Linked DNA regions of Sus scrofa: region 1 is linked to region 2. A link is a contact called in public HiChIP or PLAC-seq data. All regions are on one chromosome and are shown on one strand. The core of a region is the stretch at or near the end of the contact, and the rest is flanking DNA. Distances in the headings are between cores, read along the strand shown.

Region 1 (6,485 bases), core at 2,801-5,300, 450 kb after region 2:
GGCATGACTGATCCGCCAGGAAAAGTCAGTGCAAAGAAGGCACCCCTGTGGCCGGGAGCCCTACATACAGCTAAACAAAGCTTATGACCCTAGTGGGTAGTATAGGACACCAACCTGGCTGCACACACTTCACCGCTGCCTGGGCTACCATGGCCAGGCAGAGGAGGAGAGAGATGGACCCAGAGCAGGGAGGTGGATGACCAAGGATCAGGGTCTAGATTAGAAGGCCCACCAACAACCAAACCTGGAAGCCATCACCTCCTGACCCAAAGCCTCCCCTCACCCGGGGGGCAAGACCTTCCAGCTGAGTTTCCTGGAGGGTGACAGACTTTCTGCCCCCTGCAGGCCTTGGGCAGTCATAATGCAGACCTCTCGGGCTATGCGTATCAACCCTGGGGCCACTCCCTGGCTGACCTCAGCCCAGCCCCCACCCAGCCCTCTGAGGACTTCTCCAGGAACCAGGCCGGGTGCATCTCCCACACGCCATCCCTACCCCAGCCAACCCCATGCTGAGGTCACCAGCCCCTAATCCTGCCAGGCCCCACTTCTCAAATAGTCTCATCTCCCTATAGCCCAGGAGCTGGCAGTCAGACACCAGGTTAATCATAGGCTCCACTGCTCTGCAGCCATGTGGCTGCAACAGGGTCACTCCTCTTCCCCACCCTCGGTTTCCCCATGTCTGCTAGGTAAGGCCCACAGCTGCTTTCCCCGAAGAAAGGGGGAAGGTTGGGATGCCCTCTCAGTGCAGCAGGGGCCATGGCTAGTCACATCCCCAGATGTGGGAGCCTCCACCCCTGGATGGAAATGGGGCGCTGCACACACCCTTCATTTTATAGGTGGGGAAGCTGGGGCTGGATGGAGAGGCACCTGGGCCTCCATGTGTGCCCCTGTGGCACAGGGACCCTCTGGCCTCCCTGGCCACTGCCCTGAGGCCTCTGCTGCCTCCTGACACTGGCCAAAGGCAGCAGTCACTCCTCCTGTCAGTCACCCCGTTAACTGGTGGCTCTGCACTTGCTAAAGGTTGCATGACATATTGTTCCCAGACATTCCCCACCAGAACGGGAAAGGGAGTTCCGCGAGAGTAAGGGCCCAGCTCTACACTTTCCAGCTGAATCCTGGAGGCTGGCCCCAGGACCAGCACTTGTGAATGAATGAACAGACCAAAAAAACTGGGTACTGGGCAGAACGGGACCTGTTCCTTCACCCTGTCCTCACTTCCCACACACCCTCCGCCCCTAAAAACCACAGCACTGCTGGGGAGACTGACACTCAGCAACCCACAGCCAGGGAACCAGGCTTGCTGCCCCAGGACCCTCCCAGCAGGCTGTCGGCTGCCTTCCTTGAGGATCCCCGCCCAGAATCCCCCCAAACTATGGCTGCTGGGACCTCCCAGGCAGCAGGCAGAGGAGCCCCAGCCCCTGCCCCCAGCTTAGGATCCCAAGGCAGAGCAGGAGCTAGAGGACAGGGTGGCAGTGGGGCCTCGGCTGAGCACTGAGAACTCCAAAGAAAGCATGAATCACTCACCGTTTATCAGTTCAAAGCAGGCCTGCAATTACCAGGGGCTGGGCTCTCCCCTCCTCCGGATAATTATACACGTCTTAATGAAATTACGGGCCCTACTTTTTTTATTAAACAGGAGGAACCCAGCTGAAAAAGCCCCATCCAAACTCCAGCCTGGCCCAGGGCCCACTCCCCCTCCCCCAACAGAGCTGCCCTGCCTGAAAGGCCAGCTAGGGGCGTGGGGCTGTACCAGGAAAGGGGGACCAGAGCCCAGGGCTAGGTCCTGGGACCTCCACCTCACAGAGACCAGTGAAGACTTTTGGGTGACTTCCCCCACTGAAGAGGAACGGGGCCGGGGCTTGGATGGACCCAAGGTCACCCCGCTAGTTATGAACACTCCTACAGAGACCTGGACTCCCACAGGCCTCCGGTCTGCCCAGGGAAAAAATGCATTCATTCCAAAGCCTCTGCTGGGGAGGCCCATGCTGGGCTGGGGGAGGGGAGCACCAACAGATGCGAGCTCTGGGCTGGGAGGGAACAGCACGGGCCTGGTCTGGGAGGCATCCACCTGCTCTAGGAGGACGGGGAGGGGCATCTGGGGTGCAGAGCAGCAAGAGCTGAGGCCAGAGGTGGAAGCTGTTGGACATGCAGAGGGGAGCAGGAGTGACTGCAGCACCGGCATGGGAAGTGGGCTGGGCCAGCCCAATCCATCAGAACCAGACTGGTGTCCCCATCAGAGGAGAGCAGGGAGAGGGGCTAGGATACGGCAGGCTTCACTTCTGCACAGGACGGGTCAGCCATCCAGCAGAGTGTAGAGAGTGGCAGCCCCTTCCCTCTTCCCCTCTCCACCCCAGCAGCCACCACCACCACCCCTCGCCCTGAGAAACAAAGGCCCTCAGAGGCCTCTTCAAAGAGAGACAGCCCCCAGCCTGTGCACCCCCAGCCCTGGATCCTGTGGGGCTTGCATAGGTTGGGGTGTGGGAGAGGAGGACACAGCTGTCCTACCCAGTGGTACCCTGTCAGCAATCAGGGCCAAGGTGTGCCTGTCACCCCTCCTTCCCCAACAGAGGCCCCAGGAGGTGGTCGGAACCACCTGCTCCCCCTCCAGGCATCATGTGGGACTAGGATCTGGGGGCAATGGAGTCCTGCTCCTCAGAAAAAGTGCCTGCACCGGGCCTTCCCTGAGGCCAGTTCCTCCAGGCCAGATGCTCTAGACTCAAGGACCTTGGAGGTGGGGAGGGGCTACACCACCCACCAGGAGCCAGCAAAGGGCTATTTGCTTTGTCCACAGCCCCCACCCCCACCCCCAAGCACCCACCTCAGTCACCTGGGCTCACCAGGCCTCTGCCGAATGCCCTTCCCTGGCCTTCCCAGGCTGACTTGCTGCCTGGCCCTGAAGGGAATCACTGATTTCCGCGTTCACCTCTGGCACGGACAGGGCAGACTCCGGGAGGCCTGGCACAACACCTGGTCTCTCCAGCACACCCCAAACCAGCAGGGCGCCAAGGGACCTGGGGCATGCTCCGGGCTAGAGAAGCAAAGGCGCAGCCCCACCCCCGGCAAACCCAGAGAACTGGCCTGGGCTCCAAGGAGGTGGAGCAGTGCCTAGGGCCGCACCGCCAGAGCCCAGACTCAGGGGTAGAGGATCGGTCCACGTCCCCCAACACACACACCCCTTTCTTTCAAGGGGCGTGGCCCCAACACCCCACAGATGAGCCAGGGGCAGCTTCAGGCTCTAAGCAGCCACCGGAGCCCCTCTTGCCCCCTTCCCGAGCTGCCATGGGGTCTCAAAGCGGGAGGGGGTTCCCGGAGCCACGTTCCCCTCCCTGAGGCCGCTCGATCGCTCCCCGCCGCCGCCACCCCCACCGCCCACCAGGCCCGGGGCCGCGCAGGAGCCCTCGGAGTGGCCGCGAGAAGCGGCTGACCCTGGAGAGGCCCCGCGCGGGGCAGCGAGGAGGCCCTGCTCACGGCTGGCGCACCGCCCCTCCCAGCCGACGCGGGCCTGCGGGCCTGGGCGAACCGGCGCCCACTCCGGCCCCGCGGGCCTGCCGGCGCCGGAGATCCGGCGTGGTCCGCCGGCCTGGCCCGGCCGCAGGGCCCTCCCGGCGGGTCCGCCGCGAACTTTCTCCCCGCCCGGCCCGGTGGAGGCGGCGCGGCCCCGGGAGCGCGGCAGGCAGGGTCCCATCCTGGCCTGGCGGGGACGCGCAGGCTCGGCGCCTGAGCTGCGGCCGCGCCCGGACACGCGTGAACCGGTCCGGAGCCGCAGGGACACGCGGGGCCGCGGACACGCGGGGGCGCGGCTACGCGCGCCGCAGCCCCCGCGCGCCCCCCGCCCGGCCGCAACCCTGCGGAGGCCGTCCCACGCCTGGACCTCGGCCCAAGGCTGTCCCGTGCCCAGACCCCTGCGAGACCCCCACCGGACCCCAATGGACCCCCACCCGCCCCGCCACGGGGAAAGTTGCGCCCCTACTCACGGGCTTCCCCGGGGCGCGCCCGCCGCCAGCCATCGCCGCCCACTGCCCGCGCTGCCGCCCGCCCCGCCCCGCCGCGGGGCCGCCGAAGCCGCGCAGGCCGCCCAGGCCGAGGCCGCCGCGCCCGGGCTCCGCTGCGTGGCCGCCGCCGCTGCCCAGCATGAATGGGGCGCCAGCCGCGCGGATGCGGACCGGCCTCGCTCTCGCCGCCCGCGGAGCGCCGCGCGCATGCGTAGCCCGAGCGGGCCGGGGCAGGGCGGGGCCTGCGCGGGGGCGGGGCCCGCGCGGGGCGGAGTTGGCAGCTGCCTCCAGGGGGCGCTCCGTCCTCGCCGCCCGCCCTGGCCCACTGCTGGCTTCAAAGGGCGACGCCGCCACCAGGAGCTGCCCTGGAGCCCGGCCCCTGATGCGGCTGCGGCCGAGGACGGCAGTCCGTGCCAGGGATCCTCAGGGGGTCCGGGAAGAGGCCGGAGGGCTGGGCTTAGGGCCGGGCGTGGGACGCACTGGGCAGGCGGTCATGGGGCCGAGCCGGCGGGCGAGGGAGCACTAGGTCCGGGGAGAGCCGCCGGAAGGTGCTGCGCCGAGAAGCCGCGGGCGCGCGGGGCCGAGAGGAGGCGAGGTGGCAGAAGCAGCCAAAGGGCTGGGGTCTTGCGTGAGGACGAGCTGGGGCGTGGGGAGGCCGCGGGATATGCGACGATCCGGGCGGGGACCCGCAGGGGAGGGACCTCGGCAGACCCGGGGTAGCCCTGTCCTGCCCTGTGCAGCCGTGTCCTGGTGTCTGAGCTGATCGTCCCCATTTCCTGTGGGGCCGGCCACTTCTCCACGCTCCCGGTGTGCCCGGTTTGTCGGGACATTGTGTTCATCTGAGGTCGTGGGGAGGTCTGCGCGGTGAGGGCCCAGCGGCCGAGTGGCTCACAGGCAGACGGGCCTTTCGCTCTGCTCTGCGGCCCTGGCCCTGGCAGGTGTGCTGACCCTCTTCTGCTGACCGACTCCGCCCCCCTTGGGGCCGCGCCTGGAGCTGAGTGGTCGTCTTGTGCAGGCGCTGGGCTGCTCAGGGATGTGTGCGTGTATTTTTGGCGCATAGCCCAACAGTCTCCTTCAGTGACCACCGGGCTTTACATTACCAGCTGTGGTGTGGGAGGGTCCCCGCTCTCCCAGTCCTAACTCTGTTTTGAGTCTTTGCCCATCTGCTGGGATGCACTGGCTTTTCATTGTGGCTTCAATTTGCGTGTCCCAGAACGAAGGCAAGCAACTTCTTCAAAAGTTCTTTCTACTATTTCATTCAACCCGCACTAAGGTAGTCCTGGCCCTACCTGGCTCAGCGATGATGTGTAAAAAGAGCCGGGGGAGGGGAGGTGACTGACCCAAGTTCCCAGCAGGTTGATAGCAGGGCTGGGAAGCTGACCCTCGCTACAAAACACACACACACACACACACTTAGGGCCCTTCCTTCCCCTTGGATCCTGAGCCCACTCACCTGACTGATTAACACGGCAAGTCCCACCTGTTTTGGAGCCTCGCGTTTTCCCATCCCAAAGATGGCCATTGGAAATCCTGTGGCAGAGCTGCAGTGAGGAGGCATGACTGTGACAACCATAGCCGGCCTGAGAAAATGCCAATCCCTGCTCTCTACATTCTCCAGTCCTGTCCCCACCTGTCCTTGGCGAGGCCACCAAGGAAGGAACCACTCAAGATCCTTCTCACACTGCTCAACACTCCCCAGGAGCCGGGGCCTCTGCTTTGAGGTGCAGGCCCCCATCTCCCTAGGCTCTGGGCCAACTTGGCACCCTCTTGTCCTGAAGCTGCCCAACCAGAAGCCCCCACCTCCCCCGGCCCTGTGGATTCTCTCTGAAAATTTATTCCCGATCACATCACTTCCCTCCACCCCACTACATCCCTCGCTCCTGCTCCCATGACCTTCCATCCACTCCAGGAAGGAAGTCTACTCAGGTAATGCTCAGCACCACACAGGAGGACATCAACTCCAGGTGCGGCAGGCCCGAATGAGGGATAAAGGCTAGCAGGCTTTTGGAAGACAGCAGAGCAGACTGTGAACGTGGCCAGGAAAGGAGTTCTCCAACTAGGCATCAAAAGTAAAGAATGGAGAACATGGGCCATTTGATTACCTTCAGATTGGTTATTTTTGTTCATTAAATGTTACAAGAAGATATACCTGAAACTAATACAACATTGCAAATCAACTAACTCCAATAAAATATGTTACAAGAGGAAGTATCAAAATAACCCAAAATTTAGGAAAAGACATTTGCAACACATACACTTGACAAAAGACATAGAAGAAATTCCCAAGAATCAAGGAAAGGCCACAATCCAACAGGGAGGGACACAGGGCGGAGACCCCAACATGCAGTTGGTTGGAGCAAAAAATGGCAAATTATTGTTGCTCTGAAGAGCCCTGCAGTGAGTCCTTGTACCCAGGGAGGCTGGCCAGGTGCAGGTGGGGAGGGGGTCCAGAGCTGGGGGATCTGGATGGATGCAGGTGGGAGGGGGTGCAGA
Region 2 (7,336 bases), core at 2,238-4,737:
CACAGCAATTACATTCCTAGGAATTAGAATTGTATTCCAAGAGAATTTTTTATGTTCACATAAAAAATTCATAGCAGCGGGAGTTCCCGTCGTGGCTCAGTGGTTAATGAATCCGACTAGGAACCATGAGGTTGTGGGTTCAATCCCTGCCCTTGTTCAGTGAGTTAATGATCCAGCGTTGCCGTGACCTGTGGTGTAGGTCACAGACGCGGCTCGGATCCAGCGTTGCTGTGGCTCTGGCGTAGGCTGGCAGCTACAGCTCCGATTAGACCCCTAGCCTGGGAACTTCCATATGCCGCAGGAGTGGCCCAAGAAATGGCAAAAAGACAAAAAAAAAAAAAAATTCATAGCAGCAATATTCATAACAGCTAAAAATTGGGAAGAACCAAATATCTATCGATTGATGAATGGTGGGGTTCTCCACACAATGGAAAGTTACTCAGCCATGAAAAGGGATTAAGAACTGACATGTGCTCCCATATGGATGGAGCCTGAAAGTCACAGTAAATAAAAGCTTGTCACAAAAGGACACATGTGTTACACAACTCCAGTTATAAGAAATGGCCAGAACTGGCAAATCCAGAGAAACAGAAAGATTACAGGTTGCCTGGGAATAGGGAAAGGAACAGGATTAACTATAAACAGGCACAAAGGGTCTCAATGAGGTGATGGGAATGTTCTAAAACCAGATTGTGTTCAGGGGTGCACAACTCAGGACATTTACTAAGATTTATCGAATTATATTCTCATAAAGGTGAACTTCATACTACGTAAATTATAGCGCTGCAAAGTTACTTTTAAAGAAGCCACAAAACCAGAGTTCCCTGGTGGCCTAGCAGTTAAGGGTTATATATTGTCACTGCTGTGACTCAGGTTCCATCCCTTGTATGCCACAGCCAAAAAGATCAAACCTGAACAAAACCAAAGAAACAAACAAGCCACAAAACCAAAAATCTAACTGGGCCCAGCTAGTCCTCAGATACCTCTCACCAGTGGTCCTTGCAAGGGAAGGGAAGGAAAAGAGAAGCAGAGAGGGGTGCACTCTCAAGTGGCAGCTGGGATGGGCATCCTGCCTTAACAACCCCACAGTGCACAACAGGGAAGCTGCTTAGGGCTGACTTGTCCAGACGCCTCACTCCTTCCAGTCGGGCCAGTGTTGCACACCTAGGCTCCTCATCTGGGATGATGGAGCCTAAAGCAAACATGCAAATGGTCCAGATGAAGGTGCCTCTGATGCCCCCAAGGGGCACTCCCCTGGAAATGAGGGATGGCCTGAAAAGTACTCTCATACACACCAAGTTTAGAACTCCTGAGTCAGAGCTAAAAGGGCCCCCAAGCAGAATCTCAGAGGCTCAGATAATCCTACTGCTCATGCACAGACCAGATCCTGGTTGTAAACACAGGTAAAGCAGCAGTGGACTTCAATCCAGCTCACTCACACAGCTTTACCCCAGTCTCAGCATTAAGCCTCGAAAAGCTTTAGTACACCGTTTGTATGTTTACTGATAACTGGGAGTACAGCGCCTGGTACGGATCAGGCACAATAAATTTTGATGAATTCAACCTAAATATTAATAAATCAGCCCCCCCACCTCCCCACAGTTTCTTTGAAGTTGCAAACTCTTAGCTGCCTGCTTCCTGTCCTTCCTAGTCGAGGCCCCCATGTGACCTCAGATAAGGGATCCCTTGTGCCCCCTGGAGTGCACATCTCATGAAACTGGGGCTTACCCAGGCTTAGGGTCTAGTCTAAGTCAGACACAGCAAGTTACATGGACGTACACTGTGGCTCAATGAACCTATCTGCCTCTCCCAGACCCTGGGCCAAGATGTGGTCAAAGGGAAGGAGGCTTCCCAGGGGCCCAGACACAGCAGACCCCCTGCAAAATTCTGTTGAGAACTTTCTTGAACGCAGTACCTCTCCATGCCATCTCCGATAAGCTCCTCTCCATCCTCTTCCTCCTCCTCCAAGGGTCCCTCCGTGCCGAGCAGTCCCTCTGACTCATCCTCAAAAGGAGGAAGGTCTCGGCCAGGGCTGGAGGTCAGGGCATCCGTGCGCCTAGAGCTTCGCCCAGGGCTGGAGGTGAGAGGATCACTGCCTCGGCGACGCGGGGCAGGGCTGGACGCCACCGTGAAGGACTCAGATGATTCCTGCAAGAGGAGATGGGTTGGAGGTGGTGAGGACCAACCAGCTTCCTGTACCCTGGCCCTCCTCACCAAGAGGGCCTTCTTCTCCATAGTGACCCTGTCCTCCAACACTACAAACCCATCCAGCCTTAAGACTTAACACTTTCCATTCCCTCGGCCTGGAACTTTCTCTGAGCCAATGGCTTCTCCACGCGGCGACCAACTCAAGGACCCCTTCCTAAAACACCTCATCTTTCACCTGATCCTGTTTACCAAAGACTCCTCCCCCAGCACGCTTCCCACCCATCTGAGCACCCAGTGCACCAGAAGCTGCCGTGGGAGACGGATAACGAGTGCGGCCACCTCAAAGGTCTGAAACTCAGATTGCTGGAGGGCCAGGCAGTAGACAAGACTGCGGACAAAAACCAGTACGATAAGGAGGGCCCGAGAGAGCTGGCTGGGCCGGGGCGCGGGATCCCAAGTGCGGGCCCGCAGTACCAGCAGACCCGCGCCACGGGAGTAGCGGGAGAATTAACTCCGCGCCTAGCCTGGGGCAACCGCAAGCGGAGAGCAGACCAGGCCGGGAGCGAGAGGCGCGCCCCGCACTCCCGCCCGGGAGAAAGGCAGACCCTGCGCCGCGCCGCGCCACGCTCACCGCCATTGCAGCACCGCACTCGGCTCCGCCGGGAACAACCAGTTTTCGCGCGAAAATGGCCCACGTGACCGCAACGCCCGGGAAAGCGTCTGGCGGAGCACTACGTCATGACGTCAACGTCCATTTTCGTCAAGGCGGAGCTCGGGGGCGGGCCCGAGAGTTGGGCCCCGCCCACGCCCACCCTGCGCTCTGGGCTGAGGAACCAGCTCAGCTGTAGGAGCTTCAGCTGTTTCCGGCTGTCTAGGGTGAGTGGCAAGAAGCCCCACCTGCCAGCTTCGTGACTTCGGTCGCCCTGTGGCTTGGCTCCTTTGTGGCCTGTGTTACAGACGAGGCAACGGAGGCTCAGAGGCTTGTTTTCTGAGGTCTTTTTACTGTGTATGTCAACTTCTCCGGAAGCTCAGGCTGAATCCTTCAACCACCGAAAGGCCTGGGTTTGCAGGAGGCCACGTGTGATGTTCTGATGGGGGTTATCCTCCCAAGGGAGCCAGGATGCTGGGCGAGGGGTGTCCGGGTAGAAAAAACCTCGTGGACAGAGATGTGGAGAGCACAGCGCCATGGGGATCTGCAAGCAGTTCCCTGGTTCCAGTTAAAAAGCTTGTGATGCTGGGACAGGATTTGAGGTTGGAGAGCCCAAGTCACAAAAGATGGCCAAGTCTTTCTAGGAAGCTGGAGCGCTCTGAGAGCAGAAAAGAGCCACAGAAGGAGTTGAGCAGGGTGGGAAGAGGACTCAGTGGGGTTTTAGGAGAATTCCTCAGGCTGCCGCCAGGGTAGGGGTGGGGTGGGGGGTTTTACATCCACAGAGTCAAGCAAGGGGTGGCTGGAAAATTTTTACATTTATTTTCCAGAATTTCCCTTTGTGGTGCAGCGGAAACGCATCCAACTAGGAACCATGAGGTTGAGGGTTTGATCCCTGGCCTCGCTGATTGGGTTAAGGATCCGGTGATGCTGTGGGCTGTGGTGTAGGTCACAGATGTGGCTTAGATCTGGCATTGCTATGGCTGGTGTGTAGGCCAGTGGCTACAGCTCTGATTGGACCTGGAAACCTCCATATGCCACAGGTGTGGCCCTAAAAAAAGATCAAAAAATTTTTTTTCCAGAAAGTTTCAAAAATCAAAGCTTGATGTGTATGCACGTAACAGTTTACATAGTATTTATAGTGTGTTTATCCCTATTTGCATAATATTTACATTATATTGGGTAGTATAAGTAGTCTATAAATGGCAGTATACAGGAGGATATTCCAAGGTTATATGGAAATACCAGCCATTTTGTATAAGGGACTTGAGCAACCTTGAATTTTGGTGTCTGCACGTAGCTTGAGGTCAATCCCCCAAGGATACAGAGGGAAGATTGTGCTGTGATTCTTCCTCCAGGTCAGGAAGCTAGGGCTAGGGCAGGTGAGCAGACAGGAATGGATCTCAGCTCTCTTGCCAGGCACTTTTGTGTGCTGGGCAACTCTCTGGATGGGACCCAGGGTAGGGGCAGAAATGAGGATAAGGAGTGGGCATTCAGGAGATGGAGTCTATTGGTTGAGGCCAGCAGAAGGGAGGCACCCCAGATGACAGCAGATTCTGGCTTAGGAGACTAGGTGGGTGATGGTGCCGCCTGAGATGGGGAATGCAGGAGGAGGACAAGTTAGTTTGAGAGGAAAGAGGATGCGCTTGGGAGTTCCCGTCGTGGCTCAGCAGTAATGAATCTGACTAGTATCCATGAGGATGCAGGTTCCATCTCTGTCCTTGCTCAGTGGGTTAAGGATCCGGTGTTGCCATGAGCTGTGGTGTAGGTCACAGACACAGCTCAGATCCCACATTGCTGTGACTGTGGTGTAGGCCTGCAGCTAAAGCTCCAAGTCGACCCTGGCCTGGGAACTTCCATATGCCACAGGTATAGCCCTAAAAAGCAAAAAAAAAAAAAAAAAAAAAAAAAAAAAAAGAAAAAAAGGAAAAGGAAGGAAGGAAAGGAAGGAAGGAAGGATGTGCTTGCTTCTGGCTATGTTGAGCATGGATCCTTGGTGGAGATAACCAGGAGGCCACTAGATATTCAGGTCTGAGGCTCTTGAGGGCCTTTGAGCTGAGCTGCATTTGCCATGGGAGGGGAGTGGATGGATAATCCAGAGAGTGAGTGAAGCAAGAGGAGACAGTGGCCCAGGCTAGGGACTCAGGAAACCCTAACAGTTAAGGAAACTGACAAAGGGAGTTTGGCAGGAGCTAGGAGCCTGAGAGCTGCTGAGGGAGAAGCCAGAGAAGAGATGGTTCATGACACTGCATGCAGCAAACAATCCTGGAATCTGACAGCTTAAAACAACTACCTTGTCTGCAGATCTGGAAGTGGGCATGGCTTGGCTGGGTGTCTCTGACTCCTGGCCCCTTGGCTGAGCCCAACCATTTGTATCTATTATTTGGGCTCCCACTGCTATCAAGGAGCCCAGTTCTGCAGCAGCATGTCCTCCAGTCAGCCATGCCTGGTGAGTATCACCACCAGCCTGGCCAGGGCAAGGACAGAACCTGGGAGTCAGACCTTTATAGGTTAAACCATGCTTCCTTCCTTCTTTTCTGTCTTTTTAGGGCCATGCCTGAGGCATATGGAAGTTCCCAGGTTAGGGGTCAAATTGGAGCTGTAGCTGCCACAACCACAACCACAGCAATGTGGGATCTGAGCTGAGTCTGTGACCTACATGACAGCTCACAGCAATGCCGGATCCTTAACCCACTGGGTGAGGCCAGGGATGGAAGCCTGTCCTCTTGAATACTAGTCGGATTTGTTACCACTGAGCCATGACTCCTGAACACCTTTCACAGAAGTTCACTGATGTCATGCTCTGTCCTGTGTGTGGGGGTGTGTGTGTGTTTGCTGCAGTGAGGAAGCACTCTGCCCTGAAGGGAGGGGGCAAAATTAGGCATCCTTGTTACTCCCCAAATAAACCTGTGTGTAGGGCCCATAGTCAGAGTACAAAATGCAGAACTGTGCAATAGTCAGAGCAGACTCCCCCCACCCTGCCCCAAAGAGTTTGTACTGTCTCAAAAAACAAAAATGGAGGGCAGTGATTCGGCCTAGTCGCCAGTGCTCCATTTCTCCTCCTTCCTGGCACAGGTGGCAGGAAAGTTTCCTGCCCCTGCAGGTCAGAAGTGGCTCATGACTTGTTTTTGCCAATTTAAGTGAGCAGGGGGGCGATGCATGTAACCTCCTGGCAGAAATTGTAGGAGCTGCCCATTCAGGAAGGCAGGTGTCCGCATAGAGCACAGCCTTCTTGGCTGATACAGAAACTGCATGCTGACAGAGGTCCAGGCAGGGAAAGTCCAGATGGTCACAAGGTGGTGGCTTCCTCATCTTCTGCTGGGTAAGAACAGGAGCTAGGTGAAGGCCAGAGCCCAGTCTCATTCCTGCCCAGCTGTGAAGGTGGGGTGTGTATCTTGGGTTTGCTGTGATAAGCGGGTGCCTACAATTTGCACCAGGCACTGAGTCAGCCTCAGGATGATCAGAGAATGTGATAAGCATGGTTCTGTGCTCCTAACACTGACATTCTCTTGGCAGGGGGAGCAAATAATGAGCTAGGAAGTGACTACATGAATATAATCATAGGAGAGAGATTGTGCTGGTGTAAACAGACAGGATATGGGGTTCCCTGAGAAAGAGAACCAGGCACACTCTCTTGACATAAGAGAAGCCATTTTGGGGCGTTCCCTTGTGGAGCAGTAGGTTAAGGATCTGGCATGGTCACTGGAGCTGCTCAGGTCGCTGCTGTGGCTTGGCTTCAATCCCTGGCCTTGGAACTTCCACATGCTGCAGGGGTGGCCAAAAAACCCAGAGACTGTTTTTTGCCCTTAGTTATTTTGAGATCTAAGTCTGGTCACAGAGCTTGCCCTCAGTAGTTAGTGATCTTAAAGCAACAAAACACAGAAACAAACTGTTACCAGGCAAGAAAGTAATAAGAAAGTTCCCACTATGGCTCAGCAGTTAATGAATGTGACTAGCATCCATGAGGACACAGTTTCAATCCCTAGCCTTGCTCAGTGGGTTAAGGATCCAGCGTTGCCATGAGCTGTGGTGTAGGTTGCAGACGTGGCTCGGATTCTGTGTTGCTCTGGCTGTGGTGTAAGCCAGCAGCTGCAGCTCCAATTTGACCCCTAGTCTGGGAACCTCCATATGCCACAAGTGTGGCCCTAAAAAAGCCAAAAAAAAAGTAACAATAGCAAGATAATAGGTCAGTTGCAAAAATTCCTGTTCTGATTCAATAGTAAAAATTAGCCTGAAGCGCTCAACCCAACAGATTAACTGGAGCCTAAAAAATTGAGGTGTTGACTAATGTTGACTTTTTTGGACACTTGTGACTTCAGTCAACTAAAGCCTGGACCGCCCAAGCCCTTCAGGAGTATTCACGTTCCCTTAGCTTAAAGTTTCAAGTTTGCTGTCTGGGGAGGCAGGCTTTGGGAAGGATCCCTGACGTTCTCCTTACTTGCTGCAAGTAATAAGTTCCTCCTTCTCCAGCTCTTTGCCTTGGTGGTGTGCTTCCACTCAACACCCACCAAGAGGCAAACCCAGTTTTTGGGTAACACTGAG

What was found. HiChIP or PLAC-seq counts read pairs in DNA pulled down with a chosen protein or histone mark.
Region 1: a contact with region 2 is called in an H3K27ac HiChIP or PLAC-seq map of alveolar macrophages. The contact joins the promoter of PLXNA1 here to the promoter of MCM2 in region 2. A contact is called at or near these places in 2 of 47 Hi-C or Micro-C datasets (fetal heart ventricle and liver) and 1 of 2 datasets of contacts at active chromatin or transcription factors (alveolar macrophages).

What each region holds. Positions count from the first base shown.
Region 1 is chr13:73,094,736-73,101,220 of Sscrofa11.1, forward strand. It overlaps PLXNA1 (plexin-A1), which reads right to left and starts at 4,051. Exons shown (of 32, transcript XM_021069450.1): 1 at 3,975-4,051.
Region 2 is chr13:72,647,783-72,655,118 of Sscrofa11.1, forward strand. MCM2 (DNA replication licensing factor MCM2) reads right to left here and starts at 3,488. Exons shown (of 16, transcript XM_003483239.4): 1 at 2,780-3,488; 2 at 1,916-2,148. The coding sequence starts at 2,785.